Linked DNA regions of Mus musculus: all the other regions are linked to region 3. Evidence: chromatin contacts called from public HiCAR-type and promoter capture Hi-C data. All regions are on one chromosome and are shown on one strand. Each heading gives the region's core, a stretch centred on a gene start, on an enhancer-like site or on the middle of the called end of the contact. The rest is flanking DNA. Distances are from core to core; before and after follow the strand shown. Region 1 holds the start of Rasgef1b (RasGEF domain family, member 1B). Region 2 holds the start of Vamp9 (vesicle-associated membrane protein 9). Region 3 holds the start of Paqr3 (progestin and adipoQ receptor family member III). Region 4 holds the start of Hnrnpd (heterogeneous nuclear ribonucleoprotein D).

What was found. Promoter capture Hi-C pulls out the DNA fragments that hold promoters and counts their contacts. HiCAR-type assays count read pairs that join an accessible place to other places.
Region 1: a contact with region 3 is called in a promoter capture Hi-C map of pre-B cells, with 10 times the contacts expected there. The contact joins the promoter of Rasgef1b here to the promoter of Paqr3 in region 3. A contact is called at or near these places in 3 of 39 promoter capture datasets (the 3T3-L1 cell line, hippocampal neurons and pre-B cells) and 3 of 115 datasets of contacts at active chromatin or transcription factors (astrocytes, fibro-adipogenic progenitors and stem cell-derived neural progenitor cells).
Region 2: a promoter capture Hi-C map of pre-B cells shows a contact between it and region 3, with 6 times the contacts expected there. The contact joins the promoter of Vamp9 here to the promoter of Paqr3 in region 3. A contact is called at or near these places in 3 of 39 promoter capture datasets (hippocampal neurons, liver and pre-B cells).
Region 4: a contact with region 3 is called in a HiCAR-type map of astrocytes, with 9 times the contacts expected there. The contact joins the promoter of Hnrnpd here to the promoter of Paqr3 in region 3. A contact is called at or near these places in 4 of 39 promoter capture datasets (the 3T3-L1 cell line, hippocampal neurons, liver and 1 more), 1 of 115 datasets of contacts at active chromatin or transcription factors (astrocytes) and 1 of 9 other capture datasets (liver).

Annotation. Positions count from the first base shown.
Region 1 is chr5:99,251,385-99,254,910 of GRCm38.p6, forward strand. Rasgef1b (RasGEF domain family, member 1B) reads right to left here and starts at 1,543. Exons shown (of 14, transcript NM_181318.4): 1 at 1,330-1,543.
Region 2 is chr5:99,904,438-99,907,585 of GRCm38.p6, forward strand. It overlaps Vamp9 (vesicle-associated membrane protein 9), which reads left to right and starts at 1,828. Exons shown (of 6, transcript NM_001378420.1): 1 at 1,828-1,968. The coding sequence starts at 1,891.
Region 3 is chr5:97,109,975-97,113,458 of GRCm38.p6, forward strand. Paqr3 (progestin and adipoQ receptor family member III) reads right to left here and starts at 1,622. Exons shown (of 7, transcript NM_001359910.1): 1 at 1,285-1,622. The coding sequence starts at 1,469.
Region 4 is chr5:99,977,619-99,981,078 of GRCm38.p6, forward strand. It overlaps Hnrnpd (heterogeneous nuclear ribonucleoprotein D), which reads right to left and starts at 1,320. Exons shown (of 9, transcript NM_001077265.2): 1 at 774-1,320. The coding sequence starts at 1,006. 4930524J08Rik reads left to right here and starts at 1,317. Exons shown (of 2, transcript XM_030254981.1): 1 at 1,317-1,334; 2 at 1,419-2,048. The coding sequence starts at 1,317. The coding sequence ends at 1,934.

The DNA.
Region 1 (3,526 bases), core at 293-2,792, 2.1 Mb after region 3:
TGGCTGACCACCCTGGTCACAACTATGTCCAATTAAAGCAGTCATCACATGCCACGCTCCAGCTACTGCACTCATGAGGAGTCATTATTCACCATCTGAGTCTGACTGCGCCAGACATCAGTCAAGAGCTCGATAACCTTATTCCTGGATTCTTCCCCGCTTTATCCTCCCAGCTCAAGACCCGTCCTCCCAGTGAGACACTGTCAGGGCTAAATATAGCTCTACGCACACCAGCAGTTCCAGGCCATTGTCACATGGCGCTGCTGACGAAGGACTCCTTGGAGACGCGTTCACCCAAACATACATACACAAGTATGCGTGCATATTTATCCATATACACCATACGCCCCGAATCCATCTGCAAACGGGCACATTTACATTCACAAGAGAAAACTGCAGCCCAGATGCTCTCCTAGCGCCCTTTACCACGCTGTGCGAGAGAACACCTCGCCGCACTGTCAGTGCCTTAGCCACAGTGCTTCGCCTGAACTGAACCAATTTGGATGGGGTAAGGTGGCAAGGAATAGTCAAATCACACGCACACTCAGAGAGAGAGACAGAGAGACAGAGACAGAGCGATAGAGCGAGAGAGCGAGAGAGAACACCTCCGTTTCCGCGTTTGCCCTTTTCTCTAGTACAGTGCTGCTGAAGTTATTCCCGGGGCTCTCCAATAAAGAGGAGCCTCCCTCACGCACTCAGCCCACGAGGCTACCAGGTACCCCGGGCCACGTTATTATCACCCAGGCTAGTGTCCGAAGGCAACTCACCTGGGTCACAAAGCAAAACAAAAAACAGGCTACTTGTTCAAGTTTGCATACGAGCCTGGGGAACACACAAGTCCTGTTTCCCTGACTGTTCCTGGGAGTCAGACCTTAAATTATAAGGAAACTGCAGCAAAAAATAAACAACAGCCTGAACACTCTCAAGCACCCTAGGAAACTAGCCAAAAAGTACATGGAAACAACCCTAGGTATGCACAAGAAGCTGAGAGGGAAAGCAAAAAGGATGAACGAGACTCCAACTCAGACAAACCCTCAATATCTAAGATCTCCAAACAGAAGGCCTGGCCGGGGCGAGGCGCAGCACAGCGTCCCCAGATCCCCGGGTCCCCGGGTCGTCAGTGCTCAGCCCCGCACCTGTTGGGAGCGCGGCAGCCCGGGGCACGGAAGCAGCAGGCGCGAGAACTCCTAGTTCTGTGGCTCTGCCAATGCTCGCCAGCCGAGGATCTCCCGCCACGCCGGGGCGCACTGGACAGCCGGCGCCGTTCCGGAGCAGCGCCGGCGCAGCCCGCTCCCGCCATCCCGCCGCGGGGTCCCCTGGAGCACCTACCCGCACACAGCTCGGAGCCTCTGCCTCCTGGCTGCCGTACCGAGGCGCCCCAAAAGGCGAGCTCAGGACCGGGAAGGGTCGAACGCCAGAAGAAAGGGAAAACCCGCCGATCCAGTCGGGGTCCTTGTTTATACTGAAACTCCAGCCCGAGCCGCGCACACCCCCTTGCTGGGGAAATGCCCGCCTCCTGCCGCAGGCCACGCCCCCGCCCGCCGCAGGCCACGCCCATCCTGCGCTGGCCAATCGTGGCGCAGCTCTCCGCCCACGCCGCCCTGCAGCGGGCGCTCGGGGACTTGCCAGGGTTCCGCGGGTAGGGACTCCCGTGACGCTGCGGCCGTACCCACCCACGCTGCAGAGGCTGGCTTGCTGGCGCAGCGGGTCTCCGCAGCCTGGGCAGGGCCCACTCCGGCGCGCGTTTCCTCCTTCGTGTCGCTGCCCGCGGCTGTTTGTGCACTCATGTGTCGCCGAGTGTGTATTCATTTGCCTTGTGTGCTCTACCTGTAAATACCGGCTCGACTCGTTGTACAGTATCTATTATCATAATTATGAGCTGAAGGTTACTGTCCGTGTAACTTTCGGAGGAGATCTGAGAGGAACCACGAAGCACTTGCTGAGTGTTGGGTATTGTAATAAACGCTGGGGGCACACTGGTGGCCGCAACCGGCTGGTCCCAGAAGCTTACTGGCTCCTGGAGGGCAAACGCTAAATAAACTGCTATTCAATCCACATGTAAAATTACAGGTGTTAGAACTTTCGCAAAGGAAAGGAAGATACTCTAGTGTGTAAGGCTGGTCCTCGGTGAAGGTTGTTTTTATCATTGTAGACAGCTACTTAATTGAATCAGCCATTGAATACCTGATAACTATTTTAGAAAAGAAAAAAATAAATATAGAGGTAAGAACTCAATACTCTCCTACGCGTGATAGAAAGGTAAGGGAAGAAGTTGAAATAAAGATACCTTACCCATGGGGGGAAATGCACAAGATTTGGAGACTTTGCAGCTGTGACCCTGAGTATGAAAAGCAGGCTTTGTAAGCTTCCGTTCATACATAAACACTGTAGGACCATCCCATAGACTGTAATTGGCCTTATTAACATGGAGCAACACGGTTCCTCCTCTAAGGTCCCTGCATCTTCTCTCTGGGATGGAAAGAGCCTCTTTTAACCTAACGTTCATGTTCCTTGGCTGGTCTTGGCTGGTCCCTGTCTCTCTCATACTTCCTGCTTCACTATCCTACGCATATTCTACAGATGCTTCTCCTTAAGCCCCGCAGTTTATTCTAAAAACCCTGAGCCTTTTGTTTATCTCTGGTGTCTGTTCTGTGAAGGAGAATGGGTCCACACAAGGAGCCGACTTCCATCCTGAGTCAATTAACAAGTAGACCATATGACACTGGGCAAAGCACACTCTTCCTGCTCACATAGCAAGAAACTAAAAGGGCTGAACTAAACCAGTATTTCTTAGTAGTGCCACCAGAAAAGCCCTTTGTAACATCTGTGAGCTCTCAAGACTGCTGAGAAGGCAACCCAGACAGCTGCCTTTTTACTTCCTGAAGTCTTTGCTGCTAAGCAAAAGATGAAATGTTCACTTTAGAATCTAAAAATGTAAAGCAGATACCACTATGATATTGACACTGTTTTACCTTATTCTGGTTGGCCTTTCAGGGTCCTTCTAGCTCCAATGTGAAAACTATTAGTTGTGGATACACCTTAGGAGCCAGCATTCCTAACCATAGCCCTGTGTCTATCACACAGACACCTGTGAAACCCTCCTCAAGGCACTGTAGGCCTCTGAACCCCTGTATACTCACACGGTGAATGGAAAGAACTGAATTCGTCAACTTCTCACACACACACACACACACACACACACACACACACACACACACACACACACACACATGTGTTTAACATAAAAATGCAAATATTAGTAAACTCAACAGTCATGTTGAGGCAAATCAAGTCTTCAGAGTAGAATCCCATTCCAGCACTGAATGATAGTGACCTGTGTTGCACTTCCACCACACAGGGACTGTATAGCTATGTAAGGAAGGGTTGTTTGTCCTATGCCTCTTCTAATACTCAGGCGTGCAAAAGTGCAAATATCATCATGAATGGTACAAGTCCAACTTCCTTTCTTTTTTGGCACTTTCATTTCCAAAGAAAAATCCCAGCTTACATCATGCTATAGTCAGAG
Region 2 (3,148 bases), core at 578-3,077, 2.8 Mb after region 3:
AATAACAATTAGTGAAATAAGCCATGGATTTGGAGGAGAGGGGCATATGGGAGGGTTTGGAAGAGGGAAGGGGAGAAAAGAGAAGGGAGAAACGCTATGCTATAATTATTATAATCTCAAAATACTAGAAAAAGGAAGCAAACAAGCTGAGCTGTAACCTCACAGCAAGGCCCTGTTGCTGAAGGAACATTTACGTATGTTATTAAACATGGAAAAACCAGACTGATGCCCACATACAAGATCTGCCCCACTGACTAGCACTCATAGTGCTGGGAAGTAATTCGCACACTACTGGAGGGGAAAAGTAATAGCTGATTTCACAAAGCTACAAACCATAAAACCTACAACAGAGTCCAGAACCTGCAAGATGTACTGATGTAGCACAAATGATATGGTAGTGACCAACTTTTAGATTTATTTTATGCGCATGGGTAGTGTGTGTGTGTGTGTGTGTGTGTGTGTGTGTGCATGTAATCTATGTGTCTTGTGCCACAAAGGTCAGAAGAGAACGTCATATCCCCTGGATCAGATGATATGAACCACCATGTGGATACTGAGAATTTAACCGAGGTCCTATGCAAGAGCAACACATGCTCTTAACCACTGAGCCAATGCTACAACTCCAAAGATATATTCATTTGATGAGTATTTTGGCTGCATGTATGTCTGTGTACCACATGATGCCTGGAACCCACAGAAGTCAGATGTTAGATACCTTGAAACTGGAGTTATGCATGGTTGTAAGCAGCTATGTACGTGCTAGGAACTGAACCCTGGTCATCTGCAAGATCAGCCAATGCTCTTACCAATGAACCATCTCTCCAGCCCTCCAACTACTTTTTGATTAGATTTAAGTCCCGCTTCATGAAATGGAACTCATATATGACACTAAAAGTGGCCAAGAACCTGGGTTTGGATAGGTCATGGGCCTAGGGGAAACATACTACCATAAAATGACCTCTAAGGACAAATTGTTATGCCCACCGAGCAGAGCGCTGCTCAACCTCGTCAGAGAAGCTTTTTCTTACAGTAGATGATAATTAACACAGAGAACCCCAACTGGGCAGTCAGAGAGTGAGACTTTGGAGCCCTTACGCCCCTAATGGGGTCCTTTCAATGCTGTGAACATTTTTGTCACCGCAAACTGTAACCAGCATTTGTTCAGCGTATGCTGCTCTGTGAGTAGTTACAGAACAACTCAGAGATGGTCTTCATGCTCACAAAACCAAATGCAGGCTGTGCACAAGAGGTTCCTCCAATGCTTGCTTAAATTTAAGTGTGCTGCATGCGTGCATGGTGTGTGTGTGTGTGTGTGTGTGTGTGTGTGTGTGTGTGTGTGTGATGTGCGTGCACATGTAGATGTGTCTTCCAAGGTTGCGCTCCACATTTTTTGAAACCAAGACTCACCAGACCTAAAGCTTATCAATTCAGGTAGGCCAATGAGCTACTAGGATACACCTGTCTCCACCACCACTCCACTTCTCAAAGGGGATTACATGCTCCAACCACCATGCCTTTTTTACTTCTTTTTTTTTTTTTTTTTTTTTTTTTTAGCGTGAGTTCTGGGGATTCGAACTCAGACCTCCGGGGTCTTTGCCTACTACCCCCAGCTTCGCAGCCCTAGATTGTGACTGATTCACACGTAGATGAGGCCTGGGCAGTTAAACAGCTCTTAAATGGTTTTCCAGACTACCCGGAGCACAGAGAGACCTCAGGAATCCCAAGCATGTGCGAGGACCTCGCCTAGCAAACTCACAGGCTCTGCGGGACCCACAGATGGCCCCGCCTCCTCCCCTGCCAATCAACCGTCCCTCGCGCCTGCGCGGAGCGGCGGTCCAACTGTAGCGGGCGGTTAGAAGGCGGTCCGCTTCTCTCACTGGCCTGCTGGTTATGACGATCACCTACAGCTGCGTTGCTAATGGCCGAGCGGTCCTGGCGGAGCTGGCCTTGACCGGCGGCGCCTATCAGGTACCTGAGGCTCACGCCTCGGCGTCTGAGGGTTCGGTTCCTCGAGGCTGGCGCACGCCTGGCCTCCCCTCAGGGCGCGGGGCGACCTGGAAGGACTCAGGGACCGGGAGTCCCCGCCCCCTCCAGAAGCGCTGCCTCCGAGGCGGGAGTGGGACTGCGCCTGCGCCACCCAGGGGTTGGGGCTCGTACTGCCCGCGGCCGTCTGGCGGAGATTTATAGCCATCTCCAAGTTGATAGCCCCATTACAAGGAAATGACCTGCAGTTGAACACACTTAGTGAACGTGTAAGGGTCTCAAGACTACTTCAGTTGCAGGCAGTGAGGGCCACCTGACAGCGCAGTTTGGACTCTCAGCGCCCAGGGTGGGAGGGCCATGAATTTGATGTCAGCGTGGGCTATATAGACCCAGTCTTTAAAAAGTGAGAACACAAGATGTATCACAACGTTAGAGCGCTTGCCCAGAATGTGTGAGGCCCTGAGTTCAGTTCCCCAACACACACACACACCTAGAAATTGTCAGATGCCATCTAATATTCTATCTGAACCTTAGATCAGTTGTCCCAGGGGGTAGAAAAGGTTTCGCTGAAGATAGGCTGTAATGTACTCCTGTACAGAGGAACTACTCCTAGTTTAGCACAGTCTTGCGCGCCCTCGACTGGCCAGGAAGAACAACGCTGCAACAGGATCCTTCTGCACACGTTTATTGGGAGAGCTTGATTGTAGAGGCGAAAAGACTTTTTGCCCAGAGCTGGTGCTGCTTTTATAGGCCTAGGAGAGGCGTGTCTCATACCCTGATTGGTTATGCACTAAGCCTCATTTGCATGTTCCTCATCTGATTGGCTACTCTCTCTCAGTACCTCACTGAGCCTCATTATCATCTCATTTGCATGTCTCACATCCGATTGGTTATACTCTCAGTACCTTACAGAACCTCATTATCATGCCTGGGCCAGGCAGTGTTTTTGCAAAAAACTTTACTGCATATGTACACATTGGTTGTTTGTCCAATCTTATGCATGGTGGCCAGCAGTAGTCAGTGCCACTCAGCAACGGCACATGTGGCTTCCCACATCTCCCCCTGTTTGTTTTAATAAAATGAGACTGGACTAGGCCTGTGCAATTATGCCCATCCGCCGTGGCTCCTGTTTTAGGTCATTCCTCTAATGTCACAGCCTTACCCG
Region 3 (3,484 bases), core at 372-2,871:
TCTGAAGCAGTTAAGAGGCATGTTTGTGAACTTGCATCTGACTCAACAACTCAAGATCTAACGTTTTATAAGTCCTGGTTTCAACTCCTTCAGATTTGGACTCAAGACATCAGAATGCAGAGGAGCACTGCTGGGTGGGTACAATATTCACAGCAGTCCACTTCTGGCCTGTCTCCTCCATCCCCACAGCAGGGCCTAGCTCTGATTTCTTAATTATGTACCAGAAGCACTGGGGAGATAAAGCAGTAATTAAAACTCAAATTGTGACATCCACTTGGTCATCCATTCAAACAAGGCCACAAAAATCCTTTCAAGGCAGTACAAAAAGAAATGGGATGGGGAAAGACTGTGCTGGAGAGATCAATAAACGCACACGTGGCTGCTAGTTGGGCAATTCAACAGCCCACACTGTGGGAAGCAGAGATGGCCACTCCAGTGACCTGGAGGGCTGCACCATGCTTCTGATAGAGCAAAAACTTTAGTACATACAGTGAGGTCTGACAGAAGACTACCCTGAAAACCAAAGCCATTTTTAAAATTTTCTTTTTAAACAGAAGCTTCTGAGACTCTCATTTTAAAGCTCTAAATCAACAAACCCATGTTGTTTGGAGGCTTCTAAGGTGTTCTGTTGGTCTGGCTGTCCCCTTTCAGAGTTCTTTGCTACAGGGTTTCTCCTACACAGCACTTTCCACAATTACTATTATGTAATAGTGTAATTATCCCTTTAGTGTCTGCCACTCAGGCTAGACCTCAGCAGCTTCATGGGAACGAGGACCATGCCTGCCTTCTGCAACTGGTATAGTGCCTATTAGCTAGCAGAGCCTCAATGCGCATTTGGTAGATGATTGAATGAATCAGGGCTTCCCACATACATATGCACAACAATGTGGACCTGTCTGCTATTGAATGGACATTCAGCTGGCCAACACTTCTGAATCCCCACAGAGCTGCCCTAGAAACACAGCTCAGGTATACAAAGCAAATAAGGTTCGGCCTTTGTCAGTAGGGAAGATTCCAACCCATATCCCCAGTGATTACCAAATGGAAAAAAGGATGTAAAAGCGCTTTGTAAACAGCAAAGGGCCAATGGAGAAGGGAACGATGACCACTGTAAATATCATTGTTATTTCGTGGATCAAGGGCCCGCGGAGGAGAGAGAGCAGAAAAAAGATAAAGGGCCCAAAGGTGAGGAATTGATGCGCACAGAGAATAGCGGAGAAAGATGGGGAGAGCAGACAAAAAGCGTGAGAGGAGAGGATGCGCCGCAGGGAGCAGCCACTGTACCTTTTGATACACAGTCTGGAAGGAAGGTAGGCCCGGTAGCCGTCGGTGATGTAGGGGTTGTCTTTGAGGGATACCGGGATCTGTTCATAGGTGTAGAGGCGGATGCCGCGGGGTACCAGGACCGGCCAGTATTGGTAGCTGCCCAGCTCGATGTAGTGCGCACTCTTCAGCAGCTTCTGATGCATGGTTCCCAGGCGCCGGCCCGGCCCCGCCTCCCCGGGGAGGGGGCTTTGCCGCTGGCGCCCCCGCCCCGGAGCCGCCGCCGCTGAGCCAGGAGCTTCGGCCCGCGTCTGCTCAGGCCCGGCTCCGCTACACACACCTCCGCCGCTTCAGCTCTGGACGGCCGCCGGCGTCGCAGCCTGGTCTGACGTCAGCGCGCCGAAAAGCCCCGCCCTCTCCACGCCCCTCGCCTTGGCGGCCCGCCCTTCCTTCGGGCTTTACCAGCAGGACCCGCCTGCCGCCCCGTCCTTTACCTGGCTGGAGAGCCCCCTAGTTCCTCCTTCGCCAGCCAGTCAACCTCTGGCCCCGCCCTACTGGGTGTCCCGCCCCTAGCCAAACCCTCTTAGCCGGTCCACCGCTAGTCCCGCCCTTCTACCCGGGCCGCCCCTAGTCCCGCCCCCATCCGGCCCGCCCCTAGCCCCGCCCTTCTGCTCTGCCCGCCCCTAGCCCCGCCCCTATCTGGCCCACCCCTAACTCCAATCAGGTCCGCCCATCTCCCTTCAGCTTCAGGTGAAAAATCCAAATCCAAGTACGACCAAATCCAAGTGATTCTTTTTTTTCTGTTTTCCATTAGAAGTGATATTTACTGTATTTTGAATAACAAGAAGAGAGTAACAGAAAGGTAAATAATTCAAGCTAACTTACAGCTGGATGGTGTATTGTTGATGAGATACACACAGAAGGGACCTTGGTGTGGATTTTTTGTTTTTGTTTTGTTTTGTTTGTTTTTGACTACTAGGTACATTAGGATTTTTTATATATTATATTTATTAACAAGTTAAGGTCGTATTTAGGACAAGACACATATCATAGTAATTCATATAAATATCTACCTATATACACTGATACAGCTGTGTGAACTGAGGAATTATTTTATGATGGCAAGGTTAAACTTGAAACTTATCTTTAAAGTACGTTTATAAGAGGTAAGAAATGTGATCATGTCTTCAAGGTGAGTCACTACTGAGTGAGAGTCATCTGGTAATTATCTTTGAGTTCAGGGGAAGACCATGAAAATGTAAATATATATATTAAAAGACCATAAATATTTTATTGTTGGACAGTTTATCAGTCGGGAAAGAGACTCATTCTGGATATCACCAATCGTTTTGTTTTAGTTCAAACTGTCTAACTCAGATTTCTTTCTTTTATAGAATACAATGATACTTTATAAAACTTAATGTTTTTCCATATAATATATCCTGATCACTGCTTTCTTTCCCCCATCTTCTTCCAAATCACTCCTACCTTCTCGCCATTGAAATTCCATGCCCTTTTCCTCTCTCTAGAAAACAGACAGGTAGTTTAAAAATAAAACTATGAAACAAATAAAACAAAGGAAAAGCACAATAAACACAAATGTACAGAGATATGTACACATAGAAGCACACAAATACAGACAACTCTATAAAAAACACAAAATCAGAAACCATAATACAAGCAAAAGATCAACAGATAAAAAAGTCCAGCAATGTGGGACAAAACTTTTTTTTTTGGTAAGGCAAAGGACATTGTCAATGGGACAAAATGGCAGACTGGGCAAAGATCTTCACTAACTCTTCATCAGACAGTGGGCTAATATCCAAAATATATAAATATACAAAGAATTCAAGAAGTTAGACTCCAAAAAAACCAAACCAAAACCAAACAAAACAAAAAAACCAACCAACCAACCAAACAACAACAACAAAACCCAAATAGCCCATTTTTTTAAAAATGAGGTACAGAACTAAACAGAGAATTCTCAACAAAGGAATCTTTGAGTGACTGAGAAGTACTTAATGAAATGTTCAACATCCTTAGTCATTGGGGAAATGCAAATCAAAACGACCCTGAGATTCCACCTCACACCAGTCAGAATGGCTAAAATAAAAAACTCAGGTGACAGCAGATGCTGGTGAGGATGTGGAGAACAGGAAGACTCCTCGAGTGGTGCAGGGGTTGCGAACTTATACAACCACTCTGGAAATCAATCTGGCTG
Region 4 (3,460 bases), core at 70-2,569, 2.9 Mb after region 3:
GAATAACTTGGCAGAATGGGGGAAGGGCAACCGCAGGCGGGAGGTGGAAGAGCCCCAGTCAAGTACAGGCCCCATCGACCAGGAAGGACTTAAATGGAGCCCGCGGAGCCACACCAACGCGCCAGCAGACCAGGGACTTTGGCAGGCCCGGTCTGTCTACAGCACAAACGCAGGGCCTGTAGGAGCGTGTCGTGGTGACAGCGTAAAGTGGACAGAACGAACGAATCCTAAGACGAAAACTATTTAAAAGCAATGGCCTGCGGCCGACGCGGGAGAAAAGAGAGGTGGACAGCCTACAGCTTTCCCAAAGCAAGAGCGTGTCAATAATCGCACCGTCTCGGGGGCGAGGGCGAAGCGCCCGACCAACCTTGGCAACCCTGGTAAAAAGCTTTTCTGTGCGTTTGCATTTTTAAGCCTAAGAGGTTAGAAATCCGGGAGACGTGGGGGTGGGGTGGGAGGGTAAGCTCCGACAGGCGGGAAAAAATCCTGGCGGCCACATCGGTGGGAGGAGACCCGCGGCGAGGGAGGAAAGAGGGCGGGCCGCGGAGTAGCATGGTGACGGCTAAAGGTGGAAACGTGTGTGATGGGGGAGGGGGCGAGCAGGCAGGGAAGGAGATGCAGGCCCGGGGGGGAGCCCGAGGTACAAGAGGGGCGGCCGAGGGGGCGACTGCACTGGGGCCTGCGGGCGGGCGGGCGGTCGCGGGAGCGAGGCCTAATGGCGGGGAGGGGGAGGGGGCCTGGCGAGCGGCTGCCCGGGGCCGCCCCTTACTCACCCTTCATCCTCCTCGTTCTTACTGGCGTCGATCTTGGCTCCCTCTGCCTCGGCGCTGCCTCCTTCGGTGCCTCCGGCCGCAGAGCCGCCGCCGCCGCTCCCGCTTCCCGCCGCCGCCGCCGGCCCCTGCGCCGCCGCCGCCACCATGGCTCCCTCCTGCTCGCCCGCCGAGCCGCCTACCGCCGCCGTTGCCGCCGCCGCCGCCCCGTCCCCTCCGAACTGCTCCTCCGACATAGTGCTACTGCCGCCGCCGAAGACGACACCCGCCGACGCCGCCGCCGCCGCGAACCGAAACTAGCAGCAAAGTAATCCCCGCCGCCGCCGCGCGATGCCCGCTCTACCTCGCGAGGCACCCTAGACAAGGCGCGCGCGTGGCTGCAAGGGCTCCTGCGCCTCTCCCCGGCCTGCCCCCCTCGCCTCCCACTCTCGCGCAGCGCGCTCTCTCGCTCTCCCCGGCTGCACTGAAAAAAAAAAGAATGAAGTAGCAGCGGCGGCCACTCTCGCCTCCTCCTCGCTTTAATGGCGCCGCCGCGGACCACCTAAAATGGCCGACGGAAGAACGGCGCGTCCCGGTCACGTGGCTCCGGAGCGCGCCCTTTGCGCCTCCCCCGCCCCCGTCCACCGCTAGGCCCCGCCCCCCGCGCAGGCCCCGCCCTCCCCGTCCCTTTCCGACTGGCTCTCACGCCCCGCGGTCGCGCGGCGCGGGCCTTTAAAGAGGACCGGAAGTGGCGTGCGCAAGAGGGGCGCGCGGGTACCATCGAGAACAAGGAGCGCTGGTTCGAGGGCGCGGCTAGAGAGGCCTCCCCCGCCCCCGTCCCTTGGCCCCGCCCTTCCGCGGATTCCTGGAGTCACCGGCCGCTCCTCGGCTTTGGTTGGCAGGCGCGGCCGACCTGGAGGGGTGTGGTTCGTCCATCCCCAGCGGAGACTTCGTGGAGGCTGCCCTCAGGGAGCCACGGCTGTGGGCCCCGGGACCTGCGTGGGGCAGCGGGCCGCGCCTGTGCAGTGCTCCGCCGTCCCTGCGCCGGGTGACATTGAGGCTCCGCCGCGGCGCTGTCCAAAGGCGGCTTTGATGGTCGAGGCTGCCTCTTCTCAGAGTTGCTTCCCTAGTCTTAAGCTTTGCCTCCGTTATTACAAGAGCCTAACGCCGGCCACGATTCTTTGAAGTCACTATGGATTGGGAAGTGTATGTATTAAGGTCGACTCCAGGGCTCCTTTTTTTTTACGAGTTACAGTCCTTGTATTAAACAGGATATATAAATGTCATGAATCATCTTTACGAGGTTTCTGGGTTTGTGGTGTTGAGGTGGCGATTTTATAAAAAGAAAAAAATGAAACGCCGTTAGGCGTGTGATTCACGATTTTAAAATTAATCGCTAAGAAACCTATTGGAATTCCTACTCAGGAGTTAGACTTTGAAGCTTCCTGCAAGACTTAGAAGAAAATGGAATTTCTGGTTTGGTTTGGTTTGGTTTGGTTTGGTTTTTTTTGTCGTCAACCACTCGACTGCTTAGTAAGTATCCAGTTTCCAAACAGGGTTTGGAGAAGTTTACAAAAGACAGCATACAGGGACAGGACTTCAGCCCAGCTAATTAGGTACACGCTGTAATCCCAGAACTGTGATCCCAGAGAAGGGAGGAAGGACTGTTGAGGCCAACCTGGCATTACCCCTTAGCAAAACACATAAAAAAATTTTAAATAAATGCTTCCCATGGTGTACTTTAAGTCAATTTACAGTAACTGTACATAATCTGAAAATCCCAACGATTAAAACAAGATTTATCACTACAGTTTGTTACAGAATCCATAAAATGAAAGAATATGCATCAAATAGTGGAAATGTCTTCAACATTGAGCAAATCACAGACAGGCAACCACCAAGATGATTGGCGAAAAAGAAGTGATTCCACGTTTTTCTTTACCATCCAAAAATACTGACCAAATAAGATGACTCAAGTCAAATATTGCAGGTTGGCAACAACTTGGATGAACCCGAGGTTTTTATTTATCCTATGGATTTAAATGATGAGCCTTTTAGAAAAACTGGTTGTAGTGGTTTAGAGATTGGTCCCAAAGGCTCCTATGTTTGAATGTTTTAGTCACCATGCCATGGAACTGTTTGGGAAGGATTAGGAGGCATGGCTGTGTTGGGAGATGGTATTCATGGAATTTGCTTTGAGGTTTCAAAGGCCATACCAGGCCTTTCTGCCTGCTGCCTGTGGATCAGGATGGAAAGCTCTCAGCCCACAGGTCATTGCCTACCCTGCCTGCTTCCCACCATGCTGACACTGGACTACCCCTCTCAAATTAGAAGCAAGCCCCCAACCAAATGCTTTTCTCTTACACATTGCATTGGTCCTCACAACAGTAGAACAGTAACTAAGACATCATTTTACCGAAAAAAGTTTACTTTAATTCACAGGCAGCCCTGTCGCTTCTGGAATTTGAGTGTTACTCAAGAGTTCCTCACACTAAGGCCTACGTGCCTTGTTTTGTTTTCTTTTTTGAGACAGGGTCTGTAACCCAGGCTGGCCTGGAGATCACTGTATAGCCTAAGGTGGCCTCACACTCTGGGCAGTATTCCTGCTTCAGCCTCAGGAATGCTGAGATTATAGGGTTGAGCCACCATTTTTAGCCTAGGGCCTTAAATTCTACACCTTGTGTCATTTCCTCCAACCTGAACTTCTTTCT